Regions from separate parts of the Mus musculus genome. Here region 2 is linked to region 1. Evidence: chromatin contacts called from public Hi-C data. All regions are on one chromosome and are shown on one strand. The core of a region is the stretch at or near the end of the contact, and the rest is flanking DNA. Distances in the headings are between cores, read along the strand shown. Region 1 overlaps Magi1 (membrane associated guanylate kinase, WW and PDZ domain containing 1). Region 2 overlaps Magi1 (membrane associated guanylate kinase, WW and PDZ domain containing 1).

Region 1 (7,156 bases), core at 2,157-4,656:
ATCTATCTATCTATCTATCTATCTATCTATCTATCTACCTACCTACCTATCTATTTATTTTAATACTGTGGTCTCCAAATCACTCATTCCAACTCTGAGATGGTTCTGCTCCTCAGGAGGATCTGACAATGTCTGGACACCTTTCTGATCATTATTGGTTACTAGTGGGAGGTTGGGTATATATCCTCCTATCTTGTCCCATAAGTAAGTGCTTACGACATTCTTCCTTATAAAGAATAATCTAGTCAGAAGTATCAACAGTGTTGAGACTTTGAGTTACAAGTCTTCATTTTTTTTAAAAATGAGACTTTAGAACTAGTAAGCGACTTTGGTGTATCATGCTAAGTCTGACTGACAACCTGAATTTGGTCCCGGGGCCACATGGTGAGAGAGAAAACTAATTATGACAAGTTGTACTCTGACCACCACATGTATATGTGGCACAAATGTAGGGGCTTCCCCCTCCCCCCCCCCCACACACACTCAGTGTAATGAAGAAATTAACAGCGATACCCCAGAGCTAAAACTATGATGCAATCAAAAGCCCCCATTACCCTGAAGTGGAGTTTCCCTGGCTGGCTCCGGATTGCTCGGGGGATGGGAAGGAGCAACAGGAGGCACAACAGATGCATGATCCTCTGTCCACTCTAGAAGAAAGAGAAGAAGCAGTTTCGTGATTTGTCTCTGAACAGCCAAGCCACTTACCTTCTTAGTAATAGTCAGACCAATGAATCAAAAGTAGGTGGTGTGGTGGTTTGAGTATGTTTGGCCCAGGGAGTGGCAGTATTAAGGGGTGTGGCCTTGTTGGAGGAAGTGTGTCGCTGTGGAGGTGGGCAAAGAGAGCTTCCTCCTAGCCTCCTGAGGATGCCAGTTTTCTGATTGCCTTCAAGCCAAGATGTAGTTCTTTAGCACCATATCTGTCTGGAAGATGCCATGTTTCCAGTCATGATGATAATGGACTGAACCTCTGAACCTGTAAGCCAGCCCCATCCAATTAAATGTTGTCCTTTATAAGAGTTGCCTTGTTCATGTTGTCTTTCACAACAATGGAAACCCTCACTAAGTCTGTGAGCAAAAGCAGCAGCCCTCCCTCCCTTTGTGGTAAGGTCAGTGAAATATCTCTCTCTCTCTCTCTCTCTCTCTCTCTCTCTCTCTCTCTCTCTCTCTCTCTCATTAAAGAAATATGGCACAACTGGTAAAAATCTGACTTTAAAGGTTTTAAGTGAAAACCAAATTTTGGTTTTCTTTTCCTTTGTTTTTTCAGGTATGGATTTGCTTGAAGGTAGCCATGTGAGAAAGGACCTTCTTAAGGCTCAGTGAGGGGTGCGCTGGTCTGCAGAGCCTACCTGTCTTGCCTGGTAAGTTGGATGAAAATATACGCCATTATTTTGTTGCGGCACTAACTTCTGTTGTCTCTGAAACTCAAAGGGAAGCTACTGCCTGTAACATCTTGCAGTGAGTGATCTTTAAGATGTAAAGCAGTCACCTTCCCTTAGCTATATGCCCACAGCTCAAACCACATTTGCTGGGACTACTATCTTTAAAAATATCTTTAAAAATATTTTTAAAAGTTATCCTTAAATTAAAAAGGGAATTAAGCCAGAGAACTTTTCAGCTGGTGCATAGGGGTAGTAGAGAGTAAAGCATGGTTTACCAGCTAAACTGGGCTCAATGTCTGCCTTATAGAAGTACATGGCATAAATGCTTTTCATTCATTCATTCACTTACTACTTATTTATTTGGATTTTTCGAGACAGGGTTTCTTTGTGTAGCTCTGGCTGTCCTGGAACTTACTATGTAAACCATGTTGGCCTTTCACATTTTTAAAAGGTTAAAATTGAGTATTTTCTGATACACGAAAATTAGAGATTCAAATGGGTGTTCATGAATAAAGTTTTATTGACACACAGAATTGCCTATATTTATATATTATCTGTATCTGTTTTACACTATAAAGATGAGTAGTTATTACAAGAACTATGTAACATCAATGCTAAAACATTTGTGATGTTTATATATATTTATAGTAGTAACATTTGGCTACTCCCATAGTTTAAGGACTATATTTGATTATGTTCAAGGACTCAGTGCTTGCTTGGGTAGATACTTGGTGTGATGAGGTCCTCAGTACAATTTCTAGCACCATACACATTTAAAATATATAGTATATAAATTAATTATGTTAAATATTTAATATATAAATTAATTAAATATATAATAATATATAGCATATAATATGTATTATATATAACGTGGGAACAAAAGTGTTATAGTTCATATTCACATAATTGATATTATACTTAGATGGTATAAAGCCTACCACTGAAAGATTTAATGAAAAATTAGGAAAACCTTAAATATTAATAAATGGATAGCTACATATTAGTAGAAACACTCATTACGTAGCACATCTTTTAGCCATTAAAACTATGAGTCAACTCAAACCTTCAAGCAGGTTTAAGAAATAAAAAGTGAAAAAAAGTTGCTCAAATGAAATATATTTACTCACAAAATTATTCTTGGTTTTGGTATTTGTGATTTTTATTTACCAGAAAAATTCTACACAGTGAGCCCCTAAGAATGGGATGGGGCAAGCACTGGAAGATTTAATGTTCCCCCCTCTTCCTGGGTTATTTTGATTTCTCTAAAGAATATGAATTTGTTTGGGGCAGTGGTGGCACACGCCTTTAATCCCAGTACTTGGGAGGCAGAGGCAGGCGGATTTCTGAGTTTGAGGCCAGCCTGGTGTACAGAGTGAGATCTAGGACAGCCAGGGCTACACAGAGAACCCTGTCTTGAAAAACCAAAATAAAATAAAAAAAAAATAAAAGAATATGATTTGTGACTTCCCAGAAGCATGCAGATCCTTCTGTACGGCGTTTCTAACGTGAAAAAGGAGCCTAGTGCCCAGAAACTCTGCTTAAATGTTACACAGGGATCACCATGCAAATGCTGCAGGGGCCCAAATTCCCTCAGCTCCGCAAGTTAAATTCCATCCAAAGCAAGGCAGAGGTCTGAGCGCTATGCAGGGGCGCCCCCTTCTGCAGTGTGCTGGGGTGTGCTGTTGGAGGGAGGGGTGACTAGAGGAGAAAAGAATCTATCATCAAGGCCAGCTCTGACCACACGGGGGTGACAGTGCCTAGGCTTTACCCCACACTCCCAGCTCAGGGAAATGCCTCCAGCAAAGAAGCCAACCTTCTGGCTGCGGTGGCTGAGGCTGCTGCTGTTGCTGCTGCTGTTCAAGCTGTTTCTTCCGTTTGGCTTCTAGGACTGGGTTTTCATATTGCGTCTTCCTGTTGATGTGGCTGGGAAGAAAGGAAAGCAGTTCTCAGGGAGGAAATACTCATTCTAGCAAGAAAAGGCCGGGCAAATCGATTAGTTGAGGCACAGCAGAGGGTCTGGAGTGGATATGCAGATAGACATAAACACAGCTCCCATTATGGCTGTGTATGTGCAGTGAGACCTAGGGTGTGGTTGGAATGCATCTTACTAGAAATCCCTAGCAAATGTCCTGAGGCAAATAGCTTTACTCACCAGCGGAAAGCCCTTGTTTACAGGGAACCTGTTCCCAGAGCCCCAGTGAATGCTGGAGCCCAGGATAGCGTCCAATCCAATATGAATATGGTTTTCCCTCTGCATCTGTACACACCTATGACCCAGTTTAACTTATAAAACAAGCACAGCAACAGATCAACAGCAACAATTCACTGTAGCCCTCAGTAGTTTCCACATATGATTTATTTCCTTAGCCACTTAAAGGAACTTCTGCCTGCCTCTTCAGCACGTTCCAATTGCCCACGCTGTGACCTTTGTGCTCTGGGCCTATCAGGAAGTTAAATAAGGGACATTTGAACACAGTGTATGACAGTGTATGACACTGTGACAGCTGACCTTGTAACTGAGCTGGCCACCAAGTGACTGATTGACAGGCAGTGCATAAAGCTTAGCTGCACTGGATGAGGGGTGCTTTGTGGCCTAATCTCCATGGAGCAGCAAGGAAAGAGACCTTACCGTGCCCTGAATGACACCCAACTTGAAACTTAAATTTTATTTATTTTTTTCTAAAGTTTTCTATGCCATTTTTTTTTTCAAGCAACAATTCACCTTGAGTATGTGAAGCATGTAAGTGTGGACACAATAGTATTTCATGTGGGGATGAGAAGTACGCCTCTGTGTAGTTCTCTTTGTGTGGCATTATTAACTAGTATGCTCACTCAGCTATGCTTGCTTTTGAATTCAAGGGCTTGAGCCAGTGACTCTACCCCTATTTCAAAGCTAGCATCTGAGAGGGGGGGGGTACATTAAATTCACCAAGAAGTACACTCTGAATTACTAAGAATTAAGAGTCAACTGGAGCTGGGATGTTGTCTGTGGTCTACAATAGCAAAACTCTTGAATGGCTTTACATAGCAAGGTATGGAGAAGCCTAAGGGTGAAGTCAAAAGGACTCCACTAACATCTGTCAATTATGGCAACCCAATGAATGACCAAGAGGAAAGACCAAATTCACAGCCTATAGGCAATGATAGTTCTAAGGTAGTTAAACTATGTGAATGCAATGTATTTAAAGTGACAAAGATCCAGACATTTTAGATGACTCTGTCACTAGTAAGGCCGGGCAAGCACACGCACTTACCCCCACAACGCACACACATCAACATACACCCATCATCCACATGAGTGTTTCTGTGTGATGGCCTTATTTATTTTGTATTTATACTAAGTATAAATACATGTATATATAGATGGTTTCACATATACATATGTGTGTATGTACACGTGTATGTACTCCTTTAGCCAAAACAACAGTTCATTAGAAGTTTGGGGGCATACCTATTACGTTACTATTTAAAACATCAAGTATTGCTTTTGAAAATGAGACTTTTTCTTTTAAAGAATAGTTTATCAAATAGGGTGGACAGATTATCTTTAATTCTTATTAAAAGGATATTTGCCTCTTTGTTCCTTTAGACAATCTCATGTAAGAAATTGCCTAGCACTAGCATGCCCTGTGGATCTGCCATGAAAAGACCGAGAAGCAAACCTTGTAAGTTCTGTCTTCCCACTTCGGGACCTGGTTTCTTCTTGGTTCATAGTGGTACCCAGCTGCATCCTTTCTTACTAAATGCACAAGCTAGCTAAGTACCAATGCAAGCCCGGCCTTGCCTGGCAGCAGCCTCTCTGTTTGTCAATATAAAAGATCTTCAGAGCTCACAAAGGACGTGTACTTTATGAAGGTCAATAAAAATGACTTTGCTTGTATCTGATGTTGAAGTTTCTCCCTGTTCTGTAGAGGGGAATCAGGCCTTGTACTGGTCAAGGGCACTTGCTATACTGAACTCCTGCAACTGCTTTACAGTAAGACGCTGGCATCTTATTGCAGCCTGGCATTTTTACATAATATGTTCCTATTATTGGGGCATTATACAAGTGACTTTTTATTGCCAGCAACATGAGAAAGAGAAAGGAGGCCTTTTATCTTCACTGTGGCATGAAGGACAATAATGACACAAAATTCACATGGTGCTTGTCTTGTTCAAAGGAACTGTTACAGTTTTCTCTCTTTCCTTAGAGGAAAAGCTGCGATATATGTTGATATTGATGTTTGCAGTATTCTACCTCTTGGTTATTGTTAAAATTTTTTTTTAGCATCCTGCTAATCAATGATTTTAGTAACATGACAAAGTACATGTCCAATGCTAGAATGAAGTCTATAGTAAAGAGATCACACTACAGGCTGAGAATCCTGGGAGAGGCCAGGAGGGACAGATAACAGGCCCTGCATCTTATCCCAGTTTTCCACTTCCTTCTTACTCTTGGCAAAGTTTCATAAATTATTAAGATTTGTCTAACCCTTTTAGAATGGCAGAGTGAATAAATAATTGCTATGAAGTTCAGACCTAGGCATCAAAATAAGAGCAGTCAGGCTGCTCTGAAAAAGCACAAGCTTTCTGTAGTTTTTAATCGGCTCTCCTGCAGCCAGCTCTTCACTACCACTCGCTGAGAACCTGTGGTGCACACTGGGTCTTGGGGATTCGGAAGTTAACAAAAGCCATGTATACCGACTTCCTTTCTGAATTTCTCCAGGTTTGGTGAATATTTGCTTACTCACTAAACTCTTCCTCTTTCCATTATAAAATTAATAATATCATGCTGAACCTTGTAACAATGCTAAGATGTGTTTCGTATAATATACACAATGGCCCAGGAGTGCAAAATCTATATGTGGAATATCCACGGACACTTACTCTACATAGTAGACACCGTAGACAGGGTCTTCAATCTTTTCCCAGCCAGCAGGCAACTCTGAAAAACAAAAGACCATTAGCACAGGACGAGAGCTGATTCAGGAGCTCAGACACTGAGTCAGTCAGCGGAGGGTGACGCACTCAAATATCTTGAACACAATTAAAACTGTGTATTCTAACGCAAAGAAGCACTGACTGCTTTTTCTTTGTTCTTTTATACATGGAAAATGTCTCTCTATCTATTGGTATTTTACTTAAGAAAATAAAACAATAAAATGCAGTCCTAGCTGCCTTCATCATCAGCCAAGTATTGAATTAGATTTTAATAGAAATACTTAAAACTTTCTTTAACACCTAGTTCTTCCCTTAAGTGTTTATAGTTTTCTCATTCTGTTTCCAGACTACTTTGCCACATATGTAAGAACACATAAAAATTACTTTCGTTTCATTTTCAAGTCAGTGGTTTTATTTTGCTTTCCTTGAAAGAAAATTAAGCTTGCATCTTATCCAGATAAGATTCACTGTTCCTAATGAAGACATTACTGAGTGAATTAAAATGGCAGGCTGAGCTGGGTGTTCAAAGTATACACACACACACACACACACACACACATACACCGTTACTTCACTCTTGGACTTGTGTCAGTTTGTCTTTCCAGAACTTTATCTTTGAAAGATAATGCAAGATAGTTCACTGTCATGTGCAAATATTCTTTTGTACATCCCCCTAGTGGGTGGAATACAGACCAGGCTTCATTAGGTAGGTGAGGCTGGTCTCACACATGTTCTGGTCTTCACTGCTGGAGCCCTGGGACTGCCAGCCTGCACCCACATACCTCTCTATGTGTATCTTTTAAATGTGAGGGTGGAATGGCACCAGGCAGATAGTGAACTCTGTCTCCCGAGGT
Region 2 (7,156 bases), core at 2,275-4,774, 320 kb after region 1:
TTTAAATTGGGTGTGGTGGCTCATGCCTGCAATGGGAGCACTTAGCAGGCAGATGCAGGAAGACGATCAAAGTTTAGACCAGCCTGGGCTACACAAGGAGGCCTTGTTTTCTTTGTTTGGTGGGTGGATAGGTGGGTGGATGGATAGACAGACAGACAGATGGCTTTGTTTTGAAGACAAACTTCACAAAGGTAACACTGAATTTGATTCCCAACAGTGGGAATGGCATGATCAAGTGACAGATATATGCCATCTTTAATGGCTTCTCCCCCTTCCCAAGAAATGTCAACTGTGGGTCCACAGTTCCTATTGTGAATAGATCCTTTCTGGGAACACAGCCTTTTAAAGTCACAATCTGATGAACATTATTCACACCACAGATGGAAAGATCTTGACCCTGTAAGGTCCCCATGGAGTGCTACCTTTTGAAGATGACAAATGTGTTAATATACAGCAGTGATAAGTAGCGCTGACCTTTCCCTAACTAGCTGAATCTCTCTCAGACTCTGTGTGATGCCAGGATGTGTTACCACGAAAATAATGAGACTAAAAGGCAAAAGATGATGTTTCTTGAACACAGCTGACCAACCGGAAGATGGGGTACCACGGATGGCTGAGACCATGCATCAGGAAAGGCAGAAAGGAGGGCAAGGGGCTTACCCAACGGTGCCAACGGATACAGCAGAAAACAAGTCCCCCCCCTATTCTTGCTTACATTAATCAGCATTTAGTTATAATATTATTCAAGTGCCCAGAGGAAGGTTGGAGGCAGAAACCTCATAACAAAACAGTCAGCAGGGTGGTGGTGGCGCACGCCTTTAATCCTAGCACTTGGGAGGCAGAGGCTGGCAGATTTCTGAGTTCGAGGCCAGCCTGGTCTACAGAGTGAGTTCCAGGACAGCCAGGGATACACAGAGAAACCCTGTCTCAAATAAACAAACAAACAAAATTTAAAAAGAAAAAAAAAAAAAAAACAGTCAAAGGACTCAAATCCTATCTAAAGCAAGTCAAAGGAGAGACCTGAGGCTCCTGTGCAGGTCAACTCACAAAGAGCCTTAGCTGCCACATTCAGAATCAGTGTTACAAACCGTCAATGGCTGAGCAGCAGTTTCCTCTTTGAAGGCAAATTGATCCTAATATTTTTAAAAAGTACATTAGTGTGACCCAAAGAATTTGAATTAGCCCAGTGCATATTTGAAGAGCATGCATGAACTTGTTTGCAAAACCGTAGGAAAACTAAGGAAGTTATGAACACCGGCGTGACAGACTTCTGGGGAAACACAACACACCCCAGAAAGGGAACTCAGAACAGGCAATGCAATGACTGCAGCAAATCACTGTGGGGAGCCACTGAGGTGTTACTAATAAATGCGGGCGGGGGTTCCTTAGAAGCAACAAGGGTGAACTGAAAGCAGCTGCATCCCTGAAGACCCTCCTCAACCTCCCATGCAACTCTGGAGCCCTCTGCACAGCTCGCAGGCAGCTCGGCCTTCCAAGAATCTCCTCTCTGCAGCTCTGTTCTCATCAGTCTCCTGCCTCGCCACTGTTCACTCCTGTCTACACTGCTGGGGAGGGACCGCGAGATCTTCCAAGTTTCTGTTCCTCCACAGAGGTGACCTTTTGTTTACCTCCCGAGTCTCCTGGAGGAAACTGCTTGTGAGATGCAGTGATAAGAAAAGAACTGAGCTCATGCAGAGGGGAAGGAGGTCTTGAGTGCTGCTGCTTTTCCATTCTCAGAGAACAGTGAGTAGGGATGCTTTTTAGTGCAGACTCCACACAATTCATTTTTTAAATGTTTGGAAGGACAGAATAGCACCCATACAGGTCATCTACAGAACAGACCCTGACACCCCCCCCCACCCCCTCCAGACAAGCCTCCTCTCAGTCACTGAGGGCTTCTCTAGGCCTGGCCTGGAGAGGAAGCATCTGAGGGCTTTAGCATCACAGCTGCCTTAGTCTGCTTCCCAGAAGCAGGGCCAGTAAAGAATCATTACCCAATTTTATATGGTGATTGCTGTTTCTCAAAGCCCAAAGACGCAATGAAATTTACTGAGCTTTAGGTTCTTAGGAGCTCCATCATGGTGAGGGGCTTCAAGCCAGTATTACCATGTGATAAGATCCATGGAAGGACTTGCTAAAGGTTTTCCTCAATTCTGTCTTTAATCTGCATCACCCTGCCCCCTGGCAACCACATATGTAGTTTGGGTCTTTGCTGGGGTCACAAGTACTGGGGGGTAGAGGTGACTAAGCTACTGGGCTGGAGAGTTCCATGCAAAAATGTTAAATTTGTTCTGTACAGAGCTGCTGGCAAGCAGGGGGTCTTGGCTGCAGTCTCCTGGGCTTTGATGGACATGATGCATTTCCATGACTGCTCATCACAGAGCCCAAGTCTAGAATCCCTGCCTATTAAGAAGAAAATATTTTCCCAGTATATGCTGCAAAATTTTTAATTAAGAAGTATGGCAATTGCCCAAAGATGTCCACGTCTGGATCCCAGGAGCTCCTGAATGAGGCACACAGCAAACAGAACAATGATTGCTAATTGAGATGACCTTACAGTAGTTCGTGGACGGGCCCTAGCTAACAGGGAGATGTGATAGCCATGGTTTTGAAAAGAAGAAAGCAGCCCCAAAGAAAAGTTAAGGAAATGGAGTTTCCCACAGGAGACACCAGAAGGGAGTGGGGCCTCCTCCACAGCTGGATGCTTAGCCTGCTGGAATCACTGCTCAGCATTAGTCCCCAGACACTGCTTCATTTTAAGGAACTAACTTTAACTTGGTGGACTTCGTTAAAACTACAAAGAAGAACCTAATAGAAAAATAACCATTGAGGGGTTGAGGAGAGGGCTTGGTCTGCAAAGCGCTTCCACACAACCTGGTTTTGGATCTCTAGAAACTACATCTTGCACCGTAATCCCAGTTTCAGGCCCAGAAACAGGATTTCCTGGGGCTTGCTTGCCATTCTCAGGCAAGGAATGGATGAGTTCCAAATGCAGTGATGGGTGGCTGGAGGGCTGGGGGGCTGGGGGGCTGGGGGGCTGGGGGACTGGCCTTTACGTTTTGAGAGTTTCTATTTGGAAAACAGTCTTGAAGTTCTTCAGAAAGCTACACGTGAAGTTACCAGTTGACCTCATAACCCTACTCCAAGGTGCTTTACGACAGAAATGGAAGCATGTGCCCACATAGAACCTCGCAGATGAACATTCCCAAGTAACATTAATTATAAAGAAGCTTTAAAAGCAGAAACAACCCAAAGGTCTACTAGTCGGTAAGCTGTAAAGTATTACAGAGATAGAGTCACACAGCAGAGTATTTTTAGCAAGAAAGGACTTGAGCCCTAATATGTGATCATGGGGGGGAGAAACTACAAAGTCCAGGTATTATATAGCTCCCATTATGTGAAATATCTACAAAAGTCTATAGAAGCAGAAAGTACATTTTCTTGAATATCTCCGGCCCCAAGGCACTGGAGAAAGGGACAGAGAAGGGAGGGGTATGAGTCTACTTTGAGAGGAGATTAAAATACTCCCAAAATAAGAATGAGAAGGCTGCATGATGCAAGATGGTTGCATAACTCTGTAATTCCATTAAAAACACTAAACTGTACCAAATGTTACATGAATGAATGTTGCACCACATATCAATTATTTCTAAATAAACCACTTAAAATGTGATTTAACTCCAACAGAGCCATGAATTTATATAATTTTCAGCAGTTTATCCAAGAAATGAGGAGAAACACAGCACGCCACAAGAGGGCGCTATCTTCAAAGCTACAGAAGGGATGCTAAACTATGTGGGTAATTTCCTTACCAATCTAACTCCATATTCATCTCCTCCTTCCTTTTTGAGGGAAGCAGCATTTATTGGCTCGTTTCATCCAAGCCAGGAACATGACCAAAGTTGATAGCAGGTTGACAAATCAAGGATTAAACACAAATAAAACATAAATGTTTAAACTGAATGTCAGGGACAGAGAAAATACAGACAAAATACAGACAGCACGCCAGTGTGCTTCTTCCTGAACCTCCAGTCACACAACAGACCGCAGCAAGGTACTTACTCAAGATGGAATTCATCAGGATAACATCAATCAGTACAAGAAATGGAACGTGTTATAAATACTCGGGGACTGCTTTCCTGCTCTATTTCCTGCCCCTGGAAAAGTTCCTGCTGCAACTAGCCCCCAATAAAGACTTAGCAGGGGGACAGAATGAATGAATGAATGAATGAATGAATGAAATCAGTATTTCTTTCTATTTCTATTGTGCCTTGTAAACCAGATCAAAAATATCCCTCTCTGCACCCACACCGAAATGAATTGTTTTACCAAGTATCTCTCAGAAATACATTAGGCAGTATTAAACGTAATTCCTTTGGTCAAGAAATCCTCTAGCAGCTGGGCATGGTGGCACACACCCCTTTAATCCCAGCACTCGGGAGGCAGAGGCAGGCAGATTTCTGAGTTCAAGGCCAGCCTGGTCTACAAAGTGAGTTCCAGGACAGTCAACGCTACACAGAGAAACCCTGTCTCGAAAAGAAAGAAAGAAAGAAAGAGAGAGAGAGAGAGAGAGAGAGAGAGATCCTCTAGTACTGACAGACACACCTTTCAGTGATTCATCTTTAAAGTTTTCCTACGTAAAAATATTTCAGTCAATGCCCTTCCTAACACTGAGAAGCACACAGCAATTCATTAGTGGAAATTAGATGGTTCTCCTTTCAACTCATATTTTAAGTGAGCTGACATCCGAATGCCTGTGGTAACACCACCACTTTTCCATCCCCTAAGTCATTCAGGGACAGAGAAGATCATAGAGGCAACCACAGACAGATGGATGCACTCAGGGTACAAGGAACAGGTGGAGATAAAGCTATCGTAGTGAAGACACTGTGGCCACCTTTAAGCCTCTCAAACCTCGACCAAAAGAGCATTTGCACAGCAACACACCCTAAAAGAAACCAGACACACTGAAGAATAAATCCAACTTGAAAAGTCTTCCTCTACCATTTTTTTTAGAGAACAGTCTACTGTCAAAACAAAGATGTTATGTTTAGCCAGTTCTAGGCAGCTCTGAAACTTTAAATAGAAAACCAAAAACACACTGAGCTTGAACGACAGGAGAACCAACTCTCACACACCATCATTCATTTATGTACTCAAAACCATGTCATGGAGCTAAGGGCTATATTAGGTGCTGGAGAGACGACAGCAAACAGGACATACTCTCTGTCCTCTGAGACTGCACAGCCCAGCGGACCAGTGGGACAAAGAAGTGGGCAATTATAAAAGCTGAGTGGAATGCTAAGAGCAAGCCTATGGTACTCTGGGAACACTAAGCCGAATACCTAATCAGGGTTTAGAAGTTAATAAAACAACTGCCAATCATGTAGTTACACACACAGATAAGGACTTTGCCATTGAAAGTGGGTGGGGAAGGTACCCTAGACAAAAATCCCCCACGCAAAAGCCAAGAAGCTAAGCAAACCCAGAAAGAGGGAACCCAGCACGACTGAGGTCACGGGTGGAGACGGTCAAGGTTAAAGTCAAAACAACCACTGAACTAATAAGCAAGGCTCACCCACTCTTGATCCCCGGGGATCATACAGGTCTACAAGAGGCCATTTTCTTTCTCTTCCACATTTTCAGATCCTTCTAAATTCCCTCAAGATCAAATAAGAAACCCTAACAGGTAATTCACACATACTCTAACTCAATTGTTTCGTGGAACTCGACTTGGGTACAATCAGGAGCAGTTCTCGGAAAACACTAGCACGTCACGTGTCTGTGACAAGCTTCTGAAGGCTTTACAGGGATTTAAAAAAAAAAAAAGTGATCTGTTCTGGGGGATCACACAAGCATCCACAAGGTAGGTGTCACCCCAGTCTTACAAATAATATCCCTGCAGCTCAGCCAAGTCCGTGAACTCAGCAATAGAACTCGGTCTAACCCAACCTACAAGCCACCAGAGCAGTGCTCCCCACTGGTTACGTCCTGCTGTGTGGGCAAGTTGTGTGGACAAGTTAGGAGCATGCTTGTGTATGGACTGTAAGTGATTCATTGTATCCTGTTGCTTCTGCACTATGAACTTGGGAGAAGTCTCTCCAGCTCGCTACATCCATGGTAGGTGGATGCCTCAGACAGACCTGCCAGCGTGATCTGCACTCTAGAGCCTTTACAGCTACAATAAAACCAATACTGGGAAAGCACTCTTTAAATCATGCGGTACTTCTCCAGATACATACGAATTACAATTCTGCCTTGTTAAACATCTCTGAGCAAGGCGCAACCTTAATAATTAGGACAAGTTTTCCTCTCCCTTTGTTCTGCTTTCTACAAGGCAGAAACAGCTTCGACATAAAAATCCCCGGGTCTCTTATCCAGAGAGCTCAAAACAAGAAATACTGTCAAAGCTGGTCTGTAAGATCCTTCAGCAGATAAGAGTCTGCTGTGCAAGGCCAACCATCCAAACCTGATCCTATGAGCAGACTGACTCCCAAGAGCTGTCCTCTGGCACGTGCACTCTCTCTCCCTCCCTCTCTCCCTCCAGGGCATATAAGGACCTGTATTTACACACCCAATAAACAAACAAACAAACAAAACAAATGTTTTTTTTAAAAAATTGTTAGTGTAAGCTTTATCACAAATGCTTAGTAATATAATCAATGTGCTGCATGACTTTCATTTCATAACCTGTAGGCCTAAAGACGACCAAGAGAAAAACTTTGTTCCTAGTACTGGAGAAGAAAAATAATTCTATACTTTCCTGAGAATCTTTGCAAGCTTTGGCTAAACTTAATTCACCTCCCTAGCTTAAAACAAACAACAATATGGCTGTCTTGGAACTCTCTCTAACTTTGAGATCTGCCTGACTCTGCTTCCTAAGGGCACAGATCAAAGGTGTGCACCACCCCCTGGGTTTGCTTTGTTTTAGCAGCTGAGCTTGCTGTCTGCACAGGGAAAAAAGGGTGGGTGGGGGGGTGGTGAAGAAATGCACTGAGTCCTCCTTGCAAAAAAAAAAAAAAAAAAGCTCTTCAGCACAACTCAGCCTAAATTAGTGGCTTTTTAAAGCCAACCCGTTGAAATCCAGTCATGGTCCTTTTTCTTAGATAAAGGCCAAAGTGGACAGTCACATCACACAAGGGTTACTGCCATTCAA

What was found. A called contact is a pair of places that touch in the nucleus more often than the background predicts.
Region 2: a contact with region 1 is called in a Hi-C map of 3T3-L1-derived adipocytes, with 7 times the contacts expected there. The contact joins two enhancer-like sites. A contact is called at or near these places in 2 of 15 datasets of contacts at CTCF or cohesin (embryonic stem cells and stem cell-derived epiblast-like cells), 8 of 484 Hi-C or Micro-C datasets (3T3-L1-derived adipocytes, the N1E-115 cell line, beige adipocytes and 4 more), 2 of 115 datasets of contacts at active chromatin or transcription factors (embryonic basal ganglia and embryonic stem cells) and 1 of 9 other capture datasets (embryonic stem cells).

Annotation. Positions count from the first base shown.
Region 1 is chr6:93,754,460-93,761,615 of GRCm38.p6, forward strand. Magi1 (membrane associated guanylate kinase, WW and PDZ domain containing 1) reads right to left here. Exons shown (of 24, transcript NM_001029850.4): 8 at 6,249-6,306; 9 at 3,196-3,305; 10 at 555-647. Among named protein-coding and RNA genes, the nearest start is that of Gm23035, 36 kb to the right of the region's middle. Within about 2 kb of position 3,407, at least 78 of the 459 cell types and tissues checked have an H3K27ac peak or open chromatin away from gene starts, as enhancers often do. A contact at or near this core is called in 3T3-L1-derived adipocytes, where this site is marked.
Region 2 is chr6:94,077,582-94,084,737 of GRCm38.p6, forward strand. All of the region lies in intron 1 of Magi1 (membrane associated guanylate kinase, WW and PDZ domain containing 1), which reads right to left. Among named protein-coding and RNA genes, the nearest start is that of Gm52867, 150 kb to the right of the region's middle. Within about 2 kb of position 3,525, at least 13 of the 459 cell types and tissues checked have an H3K27ac peak or open chromatin away from gene starts, as enhancers often do. A contact at or near this core is called in 3T3-L1-derived adipocytes, where this site is marked.